2 separate regions of the Mus musculus genome follow, and region 1 is linked to region 2. The links are chromatin contacts, called in public HiChIP or PLAC-seq maps. All regions are on one chromosome and are shown on one strand. The core of a region is the stretch at or near the end of the contact, and the rest is flanking DNA. Distances in the headings are between cores, read along the strand shown.

Region 1 (5,589 bases), core at 1,300-3,799, 100 kb before region 2:
TTTTATGGCAGTTTTGGTCACAAAGGCTTCAACCAAATGCATCTTAGATATCCCAAAATGGATGCAGGGATCAGTAGCTAATTGTGGTACATCCATGCCATGAAATAACATCCAGACCAAACAAAGAAAAGAAGAACCCACCACTGGAGCATGCAATAACACAGGCCTCAGAAAGCACACCAAACAAAGGAAGCCGGCCAGAAAGGAGGGCACGTCACACCATTCTACTTCTGTGACACTGTAGAGGAAAACATCCAATCTGGGAATAGGAAGCCAGGTTACCGTTTGCTTTATGCTCTATGCAGACAGAGGGACACAAGGATAGAGAATGAAGAAAACTCCCAGGGTGGTAGAAATGTTTCTGACTGGGTGCTAGATCACATGGGCACATTCATTTGTCAAACTTCACTGAGCATTTAAGGTCTGAATGTTTTACTTTGTGCAAACCTGTAGGAGGGTGGCAGGTTTAAGCAAGATTTTAGCTGTAGAAAGGAAGGTATAACATCAGCCATCCAGGCAGGGAGAGACTAGGTGGGTACAGAGCAGTTAAGCACTAGAGTGAGTTTGCAGAGTGTATCCAGGTCCAGCCAGGGCTTGGGAGAGCTGTCTTCCCACTAATCCTAATGGCCAGGGCCAGCCAGCATCTTGTGCTCCATGCCAGCACTGAGCTGTCACCATGGGTCTGACCACAGCTGCTTTAATAGCAGGTTGGGAGAGCCATTTCCTCTCGGCCATACGGCCACATCACAGCCGCTGGCAGCTCTCTCTGGCCTTCTTCCCTCCACCGCTGACTGCCTTGTGGAGTTCACTGAAGAGCTTTCCCTCTCTTCTTCCCCAGACACCCTTCTAGGATATTTCTGGACCCCCTCTGCCCTTTACATTACCTGAACTCTATGGATGATCAACTCTGGATCCTTGGAATTTGGGGGACAGCTTTCCTGGGCCACGTAAAAATCCCTTCTTGTTTTTCAAGTCCATCTCTGTTTTTTTTTTTTTTTTCTCAACCAAATTGTCAAATCAGATCTCTCCAGATGCCAGCATTTGGTAATAAGTTGCCAGACTGGATGCTCTTCCGAAACAGTATTTTGCTCACATTTTTTTTTTCATCTATTCAAATGCTATCTTAGCCTCTCACCAATTTCGTCACTAAAATGTAGTTTCCCAAATGTCAAGTTTGTCCTATTGAACACCAGCACCAAGCTCTAAGCCTCTTGGAGAACACACAGCTTATTATCTAGTTTTCTTGTCTGTAAGTCACAAGAAAACCTTTTTCATAAGCATAAGGTGACTAGATGAAGCCTTCCCCTTACTGTGATGTTTATATTTTCAATGTTAAAATGAAATCTCTGAGACACCAGACACATGGCACCCAGATGAAGCCTGGTTATCTGGATGTGGGGCCACGGGTGCAGTTCAAGGAAGTTTTGGTCACATGCAGCACGCTATAGCCTGGAAATGTGTATCTGCCACAGGGAGACCCCCAGCCCCAAGCTTGCTTCCCTCTTCTTCTCCTCTGACCCCAGCAACCTATGATCCCCTTTGGTGGAAAACCCAGAAATACAGTTCACCTAGGGTGTCTTGTACTGCTGCTAGAACTAACTCTTCTCAGGGGTCTCCCCTTAGGTGGGCCCACTGATGGAGAAAGGGGGAAGCAAGGTAGCAGGACGTTGGGCCCCTGGCCACCTAGTTCTTTAACCAGAGCCGGGGCCCTTTGATCTGTTTCCTATCTGGAGGGAGCTTCCATGTAAACCTATCAAGATCATGGATTACTGCTGCCACCTCCCCTGGTATTATGCCCAGCACCATCTGATCCTCCAGACGGACACACGAAGGTAGGCTGTCCCTCGCAGAGCTGAATCATGAGAAGTAATCTGCCTGACTATCAGTAAGCATTACTACCTGCGAGTCAGACTGGTAGGGAAGATGGTATCTGGGCTAATTTAGCTCTTGTCTCCCTCTCTCCTTCCTTCCCTCTCACTCCTTCTCTCCTTCCCCCTCTCCTTCCTTCCTCCCTCCCTCCCTCCCTCCCTTCCTTCCTTCCTGCTTTCCCTCCTTTCCTCTGGACCCATTCTGGTGTCTTGCCTGGACCAGACCTTCCTGTGGTAGTAAATTCCTTTCACACTTTTGAGTTGTTTCAAAGTGCATTCAGGAGGTGTGCGCGCCTTCCCTCTGGTCTAGACACAATTACAGTAGTCAGAGGAACTGGGCCTGTCTGAGACTCTCACTTGAGTCCACCTGGGCCCATCTGCTGCCGTCGTAAATCTACAGGGAGCCAAAGGTGACTGCCAGAGGGGGCTGCTGCAAGCTTTTCTTGCTACCAGTTGCTCCGAGTCGCCTCTGCCAGGCCCGAGAAGCGCTGACTCAGCAGAACCAGGCTGCCTCTTGGAGACACGGGGCAGGGTGCGAATTTAAAAGCACAGTGCAAGCCTACCACAGAGCAAACGCAGAACAAAAGGTTAATTCCACGGATAAACAGCTCTCGGTGGCGCTCGACCGAGCGTCTGGTTCCCATTTCGCGGTGCCATTCTGCCAGATGCTCTCTCTGCTCACACATCCTGCTAAGGCTGAGATGAAATACAAAACCAGAAAGCTGCAAGCGTTGCTGGCAGCACAGGGTGGCAACATGCGGGGACACAGAAACCTTGGGAAGTGTCTTAGCTGTTCGCAGACCGCACTACCGCAACTGGCAAGTGGGGGCGGGGCGCTTAGATAAGCTAGTAGAGCCTTACTTGCTCAGACTGCTCAGTCTGAGGAATTTTTTTTTTTTTTTTTTTTTTTTTAAAGAAAACGTGAATGCGAACGTCAATAGAGGGGGCATGGATCTCTTCACCATTCCTCGGGTGCACTGATGAAATTTAAGAGATTCAGGCCAGCTGGGCGTGGTGGGGCGCGTCTTTGATACTAGCACTTGGTTGGCAGAGAGAGGAGGATCTCTGTGAGTTCGAGTCCAGCCTGGTTTACAAAGTGAGTCCAGGACAGCCAGAGCTGGTTATACAGAGAAACTCTGTCTCAAACAAACAAACAAACAAAAACGAACAAAAGATGAAAGCCATATGTAGTGACTCTTGCCTGGACAGCCAGGACTTAGGAAGTAGGGGCAGAAAGATCAGGAATTCAAGGTCAGGCTGGTGAGATGGCTCAGCAGGTAAGAGCACTGACTGCTCTTCCGAAGGTCCTGAGTTCAAATCCCAGCAACCACATGGTGGCTCACAGCCATCCATAATGAGATCTGACGCCCTCTTCTGGTGTGTCTCAAGACAGCTACAGTGTACTTACAAATAATGATAAATAAATCTTTGGGCTGGAATGAGCAGGGCTGGAGCCAGCTGGGTCAAAGCGAGTAGAGGTCCTGAGTTCACAAACATCTGTACAGCTACAGTGTACTCATATACATAAAATAAATAAATAAATAAATAAATCTTTAAAAAAAAAAAGTTCAAAGTCGTTGGAGACCTTGTCTCAAAACAAAAAAGTGGAACGGAAGCAAAAGAGTCACGCGAGGCTCGGTCCGCTTTCCCCAGACTAGGAGATCTAGATTCTTTTCTTGTATATCTTCCTTTGTGTAATGTATTATTACAAGTGCCCATTAGTCCCCCTATGAGCAGGCAGGAAGGACGATTCACCATCTTAGGCATTGACTGCATCCTGTATGAAGAGCATCGTGGACCCTCATGTTTCCTTAGCAAAGGACCCAGACTTGATTAACTTTAAATATTCTATAAGACATTAAATGTAAGTTTGCAAATGCACCACGGAGAGTCGTCTATTTGTGTTTTCTGTCCCTGAATCCCAGAGGTGGCTCCTGTCTCTTCCCATCTGGAAAGTGAATATGCTGTCCTGGATGCTTTGCTGTCCACAGACAGAAGAAGGGACTGGGCCCTGAGGTATTCTCCATCTTGTTGAACACTGTGTCCAATTGCATTGTCCAAAGCAGCAGGTAGCGGTGAAAGGCCTGTAGGCCCCCATTGTGACCGCCTTGGCTGCAGGTGAAAGGTCAGGTCTCAGGCAAGACTCTGACCCTTAACTTTTTTGTGACGACTGTCACAAGGTAGATTAATCAGATTTATGGCATTAAGCTCTAGCAATATCTTTATCCCCTCAGCTCTTTTTCTCCAGCAAAACTCTGTTGGGAAGGACGCAAAAAAAAAAAAAAAAAAAAAAAAATCTGATGAAGCGCGAGCAGTGTTTTTGGTTTATCTCTCACAGTCTTTATTACAAATTGGAAAGTATCGGTCGTGTAGAGGGAGGCCAGGCAGCCCCTTCCTTCAAACAGGGCTTTTATAAGTTCCAGCAAACTGTCCTGGCCCTCAATCAAATGCTCCTTACTGCGGGGACAATGGCGAGGCCAGGGTTCGCTGGTGCCGGTGAGTTTCTTGATGTGGGGCAGACCCTTCTTACTTGACCAGAACAAGCCAGCAATGTCCATAATTAGGACGCTTTGGGCTCATCCCGAGCAGCCCAAGCAGTTGTGGGGCCTGAACGGGACTCAGAGGGGCAGGTGGTCTGCTAGGGGCATAAACAGAGAAGCCCGCAGCTTCAAAGCTCGCAGCAGGCGTGGGAAGGCAGGAGACTGCTGACGTCACAGGGGCTTTTCATCCAGCCTCGCAGGAGAGCACCAACTTCCTGCTGATAGAAATTTGTCCGCAATTTTTTTTCTCATTCAGAAGTGACGGGATCCAGGAGACACTGGCTAGATATGATGACTTGATTAAGACTTGTATAGGCGACCCACATGCCTGGGAACTGGCCAAGAGGGAGCAGGCATCAGCCCGCTCCAGGCTTTCACCAGGAAAGCTGACAGACTGCAGCTAGCAGGTTTCTCCACTCTGGGCTGTGAGGCTGTCAACATTCTGGACTCAGTGGCCCTCTGCGTTGCACCTGTGATTTTGGTATAGCTCTGAAGAGAAAAAGAAAATAACACGGGACTATTTTCCCCATAGTAATTTGCAGTGTGAAGGCAGATCACACAGACTGGACAATTATTTCCTAAGCATCTATTGTGCTCTGAGCCCTGAGCACGCTCTCTAAGATGACATGAGGCTGGATACCAGAGTGGAGGTGGGGAATGTTCATTACGTCTGGGCCAATCGTGTTGCTAAAAGGAAGATCAGTAAGATACAAAGCCTGATTTTGGGGGGGGGGGGGGGGGGCAGATACACTACAGTTGTATTTCATATCTGAGTGTAAATATCCCTCCCACCTTTTAGCTAGAGCAATAGTAGTAGAACTTTGTGACAGTGTTATCATAGGACTAAGTGAAATAATGTCCATCAAATATACAGCAATATGCCTTTAATAAGAATTTAATAAATGCCAATTGCTTTTATAATTATAATGATTATTTATTAAGCACTGACAGCCACAATAGTGCTATGTGCTACGTGGGCAGGGACACCAGCTCCATCCTGTAAGTGAAGAATTTGAGTTCATGGAAGTGAAGTTCTTTGTCCAGTCCAGGATTACACTGCAGGCAGTGGCAGATGGAAGCACCTTAGGCTCCCAAGGTAGCATGAAGACAGAGCTAAGTGTGTAGTGTTTGCCCCAGCAAGAAATAAACATTGTATGGAGCCTCTAAGATTTGGGGGTGAT
Region 2 (6,071 bases), core at 2,854-5,353:
AGCCCTTGGTGTGGGTGGTACCATCCCTGGGATGGCGGTCCTGAGTGCTATAAGAAAGCAGGTTAGGTACGCTGAGAGGGAGTAAGTCAGAAGTGTCCATTCTCCATGGCCTTTGCATCAGTACCCGCCTACAGATTCAGGCTGAGTTTCTACCCCGATCCTTCAAAGACAGACTACATACGATGCAGAAGTGCGAGCTGGAATAATGCCTTTTGGTCATTTCATTTCATCAATAGAAACCCTAACTAGGACACCCTCGTTCCCTAGTTTACTTAGAAGTCCAGGATTTGACATCAGAAGAAATGGGACAAGGAGCCTGCCTTTGACCTTAACTGGGTACTTAACCTGGGGCAAGCCTTTGTAGGGAGCGTGCTTCCTGACACACAAAATACAAAGTTGTTCACACCAGGTTGGTGAGCAGGAGAAGAATAAAGCCCTTGACAATGCTTTGGAAGCTGAACGGTGGTCCTCAAACCAATCATATCACTATGTATTTATTTTGTTATCTATGTGTATGTGAGTATGTCTGGACCTGTATGAAATTATGTGGGCTATGTGTGTGTGTGTGTGTGTGTGTGTGTGTGTGTGTGTGTGTGTGTGTGTGTGTGTAGGAGCCAGCAGGGGTCAGAAGAGGTATAAGGACCCTGGAACTGGAACTATAGGCAGTGTGAGTGTTGGGAATGAACTGGTCTTCTGCATGAGCAGTAAGCACTTTTAACAGCTCTTGACCTTAGGAATCTGGGACACTCACAAGCTCTAGAAAGAGGGGGTTTCCCTTCAAATGCTCAGTGTTAATGAGCACAAATGGGCAGGAGTGGGGGGTGCAGTTTGTACCTACGGGAGAGAGTCTATCCCGTTCTCTCGGTGAGGCCTCTCCTGTACCTGCACTACGTCATGAGGAAGTGAGCTCTCATCACTGGAGAGGTTTGATAAATAACCACCCACTAGAGGAGCAGCAAGGGGGACATAGAACCACCATCGAGGCCAGAGGTTCTCAACCTGTGGGTCGCGACCCCTTAGGGAGTCAAATGAACCTTTTGCAGAGGTTACCTAAGACCGATAATTTACATTATGATTCATCACAGTAGCAAAATTACAGTTATGAAGTCGCAGGAAAAATAATGTCATGGTTGGGGGTCACCATGTCATGAGGAACCATATTAAAGCATTAGGAAGGTTGAAAACCACTGGTCTAGATGTTGGATTGATGACGGTTTCTATGAACCTCTTTGGTTTTCATCTTGTTTTGTTATTTTTGTTTGTTTGTTTTGTTTTGTTTTGTTTGTTTGTTTGTTTTAACAATCTTTTCAAGTTTATCCTTTCAATTTTCTAAAGAAAATATTTCTTTTATTTTTTGAGATTCTAATACAATTACATCATCTCCCCCTTCTTTTCCCTCCCTTCAAATCCTCCTGGCTCTCCTTCAAATTTATGCCCTCTTTAAAAAAACACACACACACACACACACACACACACATTTATTTATTTATTTTATGTATGTGAGTACACTCTCTTGAGACATACCAGTGGAGGGCATCAAATCCCATTACAGATGGTTGTGAGCCACCATGTGTGTGCTGGGAATTGAACTCAGGACCTCTGGAAGAGTAGTCAGTGCTCTTCACCACTGAGCCATCTCTCCAGCCCCTATGCCCTCTTTTTTCATTAATTGCTATTACGTATACCTAGGTACATATTTTAATTACATAAGTAAAAGCAGAAAGCTGAGATGGAGAGCTGACTCAGTTGCAGTGCACTGGATGCTTTCCAGAGAATCTAGCTTTGGTTGGAGCACCCACATCAGGTGGCTCACAGACTCTGGCAACTCCAGCTTAAGGGGTTTAGTACCATCTTCTGGTCTCCATGGACACACATATATACACACAGAGACACACATAAATATAAAACTAAAAACAAATATTGTCGAACAGCAACAAAGCTGATTGACTTCGAAGGGCACCCAGCTTCAGAAGGGTACGTGGTCTCTGTCCTACTGAGGATCGCTGTTGATTCAGACCCATTCAAACCCAGGACACTACAGTTCTCTCTGAGAGCATGCAGATTCATGCTGAAGGAGTAAGAATGACATTCACATGACAGAGCTCTAGATAATAGAGCAGAAAGGCCAACTCCATGACCCTGTCCCATGCTTTAGGATGTCATGTTTGTCCACCCTGCACATTCTGCTGCCAACCTTTCCCAAGGGTGGATGTGCCCCTGTGTTGTCCACTCAGAAAGAAGTCAAAACAGATTCTCCAAGCCTGATGCTCAATCTCCTCTTTCTGACTCCAATCAGTGTGACCAACCGATGTGACCCTCTGTGGTCACCTAACCAACCCTCGCTCTCTCTCCCCTGTTGTCACTCCACACTGAATTGTCCTTTCACCCATCTCTGCATGGCAGAGACCAATTCAGAGATCCAGTGTCACTGCCTCCAGCAACCCTTCCTTGCTCACTGTCAGCAGAAGTGAGTTCCTCTGCCCTGACCTCAAGACATCTCTCCTTCCCTTGTAGGACTTGGTCTCTATATTAGAGTTAGTTAGAGGCACACACCAGCCCTTAAGTTTGAATTCCTCGTGATGAAGTCTTATGTCCCTCTCCTCCTTCACCCTCTCCTCGATGCCCTACACAATACTCAACATTAGTTAAGTCTTTGGAGTCGAGTGAGCAGATAAATCAATTTTTCCCTTCCCAACACGAAAACCACCAGCCAGTTGGCTCAATGAATCCTCACCCTTCCCTCCCCCGCCCTGAGTGCCGGTCTGGTGATTCCAGCTGCATCTGGAACACAGACAGAGACCTAAGAGATGTCATGAAATACGGATCACTGGAAAACGGAAAGCAGCGAGGAAAACTCAATCAGTAACATGTCACGGAATGCAGGATCGGGAGCCAGGGTTGGTGGCACATCTGTGACCCCAGCATTGGGAGTGTGAGATGGGAAGGAAGATTCAGTCTGGGACACACAGTGAAGACCCTGTTTCAAAAGGAAAACACCCCTAAACCCATGGGTTGGTGATTAGTCACCACTTCATCCCCAAACCCAGGACATATTTGTAAAGGCTGTTTGGGTTGGTCGGCTTGTCTGTTAAACCTCGTGGTAATCAAACGCTGGTTTAGTTCTTAGGAATTGTTTTGTTCCTACTCAGAGATGATATTTACGCCAATATCCAGTGTTAGAGGAGGGGCTGGGAGGGGCTGTGTTCTGGTGATGACAGCACCCCAGGCTGAGGAACAGAGATGGGCCCTACAGTTCGGGGAATGTAGACACGACAGAAGGACATTCCCTCTAGCCTTGGCTAAGTCCCTATGAGAAGCTGCACCCCCCACCCCCAGGGTGAGAGGAAGTAGACATAACTTCCCCAGCTGTCTTCCCCATACCTTTAAGCCCTTTCTCAGTGCCTTCCACAAAAGGTTCTGTGGGTCTACTTACACAGTAGCACATTGTTGGCCAAAGCAAGGTTTCAAGTGACAAGGGAGAAACTGGAAGCTGGGGAAACAGGGCTCCCGTTGGCCCCAGGCCCCAGGGCCCTTGCTTCCAATGCTGGGGTTTAAAGTGGGTTTAGAGGAAACGGACAACTTCTGAGTCGGAGTTTCACGTTACCATTTCCTCTTTGTGGCTTCATCGAGACCACGGGTAGATATATATGACTCCGTATTAGCTAAACTGACCTCCAACCCCTATAAGCCTACCCCTGAGAACTCAGGGGAGAGAGTGGGGGAATAGCCATCTGCAGGGGGTAGAAGAGAGCCTGGGATGTCTTGCCCTAGATCCTCAGCGTCCCTGCCACCCACCGTCCAAGGCAAACACAGCAGCCATCCCCGGAAGCAAGCAATTAGATGCTCCCCGGGGAGGCCTGTAAATTCCTAACTTCTCCCTTCAGGAGGTTAAAAGTAATAGGGTTGCTGGGATTATTTATGTTTCTCTGTCTGGATGAATGTGTATTGGGAGGTGTGTGTGTGTGTGTGTGTGTGTGTGTGTGTGTGGGTGTGTGTGTGTGTGTGTGTGTGTGTGTGTTGTGCATGCGCGTGATCCATCCTCCCATCTCCTGTCTTACACAACTAGCTGCTATTTACACACCAGATGATCCCTGCAGGAAAAGGCAAGTCCCCAGCCGCTGTGGAATTTTAAGAGAGCTTCCTGGAATGCCCTTGTGGGATGTCTGGTTCTAATTGCCTCCGTCAGCGGAGCTGGCAAGCTGGCAGGCGCAATGAGAGGTGAAATTGAACAGATTCCAGTTCACATCAGACCCCCAGCCCTGCCAGAGTCCCCCAGGGCCCGGAAAAGAAAACAAATGTGGCCCAGGCAGTGGAGGGCCTGGGGAGGGGGGTGCGGGGGGGGGGTGTAGAACGCTAGACTGGGAGTTGGAGCAGGAAGATTACTGTCCCAGAGCAGCGGCTTCTGACTGGCTTCACTTTGTGCTAATCACTTAGTCTTGTGGGCCTCCTGTGTTCAGCTGCCAAATGAGTGGTCTCCCAGGCCTCTTCCTAGTCTAAGATGGGGGTCGGGAGGAAAGCGTCCAGCTGTCCCTGTGGTGGGTTGAAGGGTCAGTGGTTTTGTCTTCGGACTTTTGAATCAGATTTTTTTTTTTAACATTTTAGATCTTTAAGCATGATGGGAGGTGAGAGGCTTCAATCCACCTACTAGAACCTAGTGCTGTTCCAAGCTAGCCCTTGTCCCTCTCCCACAGCTCCTCTAGGGATGACTGAAGGTCTTGAGGTCTTAACACAAATCTCTGCCAGAAAGGAGACAAAATCCACAGTTCCTTAGTGCCCCCTATGGGTCCAAAGATGGAGACACTTGAAAGAGGCTGCCCAAGAAGCCACTCTCCTCCCCCCTTGTTCCCCCAGCCTCCAGGGCATCTCTGGCTCCTAGCTCAGAGCCAGAAGGCTCAAACTGATCCCTAATTTAAGGTGAATTTTTCTTTCTTTTAAGACTGTTGTTTTAAGGCACAGACTAAATTAATTTAGTCAGTTCCCCCAACAGGCTATAGATTGAGTGCTTCCCAAGGGGTCCATGGTATGTGTAAAGCGACACGGTTTATCAAATACAGACGCTTGCTGTTTATCATCTTGCCCTTGCTAAGCCTAGCATCAGCTTGACCCCCTAGCCCACAGCTGACACATGTGTGTCTTCAGGCATCAGGGGCTCACTTTTGAGTATGTGTAGGGAAGTCGGCTTGGCCTAGACCAACCAAATCCTAGTCACCGAGACTTTTGCCAAATTGGGGCATAATTGGCAAAGATGTCTAAGAAGACATTTGTAGAGAGGCTGCAGTCCACAGGATCGCCAAGCATCCTAGAGCACGCCTTTCTCTTGGCTCTATTGCTTCACGGACTACGATGACCATGTAAGCCCCTGCCTTCTCAGTGCTTTCCAGAAAGAACGTGCCAAAATGCAAGGGTCACCATGGTGCTCCATCCAATAAGTCAGCCCCCTTACAGACCACCTGGGACTTCTGCTTGGATCTCATTGACCACTCTAGCCGCAAGAATGGCTGGAAATGTAGTCCTGTCTCCTCTCCTAATGACCTGAGTTCTTTTCCTAAGAAACAGGAGCAGATATAAGGGCAGTATCAAGAAAACTGTTGTGCCTGCTATTATGTGTCTGGAGAGGAGTGAGGGGGTACGCCACAGTCCTTTTCTTGGGGGTCACTGGCTTCCCTCTGCAGGAAGAGAGAAAGCTGTTGTGTGCAGTTCATCTGATCCAAGAGAACTCCTAAGCTTCTCACACAGGACTAGACTGCCAAGTTGGTGGGGAGAGATGGCATCTGTGGGATGATCTCTTCCAAGGCTAATGGCAGGCAGGTGATTCTGAGCCTGGCCTCTGGGCCTTTTCCTAAGGAAAACCATCCCAGGTCACTCAGGAGGTTTGCACTCAGATCTCAGCATACCTGTCTAGTGTTCACCACCTGGTCTGGGACCAAAGAGCAGCCTCCTTTCAAAGATTCTAATGGCTTTGTTCTAGTACCAACAGCGCTCAGAGGACATGAGGGGAAAGACTCTCACCCTACATTTGGATATATCCTCACTTCCCCACTCCCAACAAAGTCTGTTGCTATCTCTTCATT

Evidence for each region. HiChIP or PLAC-seq counts read pairs in DNA pulled down with a chosen protein or histone mark.
Region 1: an H3K27ac HiChIP or PLAC-seq map of trophoblast stem cells shows a contact between it and region 2, with 2.2 times the contacts expected there. The contact joins two enhancer-like sites. A contact is called at or near these places in 14 of 484 Hi-C or Micro-C datasets (the G1E-ER4 cell line, cerebellum, cerebral cortex and 9 more), 6 of 115 datasets of contacts at active chromatin or transcription factors (differentiating embryonic stem cells, embryonic stem cells, epiblast stem cells and 2 more) and 1 of 9 other capture datasets (embryonic stem cells).

Annotation. Positions count from the first base shown.
Region 1 is chr16:29,836,416-29,842,004 of GRCm38.p6, reverse strand. All of the region lies in intron 2 of Gm32679 (a long non-coding RNA gene), which reads left to right. Among named protein-coding and RNA genes, the nearest start is that of Gm32679, 11 kb to the left of the region's middle. Within about 2 kb of position 2,549, at least 133 of the 459 cell types and tissues checked have an H3K27ac peak or open chromatin away from gene starts, as enhancers often do. A contact at or near this core is called in the G1E-ER4 cell line, differentiating embryonic stem cells, epiblasts and 1 more, where this site is marked.
Region 2 is chr16:29,733,198-29,739,268 of GRCm38.p6, reverse strand. No RefSeq gene overlaps it. Among named protein-coding and RNA genes, the nearest start is that of Gm46567, 77 kb to the left of the region's middle. Within about 2 kb of position 4,103, at least 151 of the 459 cell types and tissues checked have an H3K27ac peak or open chromatin away from gene starts, as enhancers often do. A contact at or near this core is called in the G1E-ER4 cell line, differentiating embryonic stem cells, epiblasts and 1 more, where this site is marked.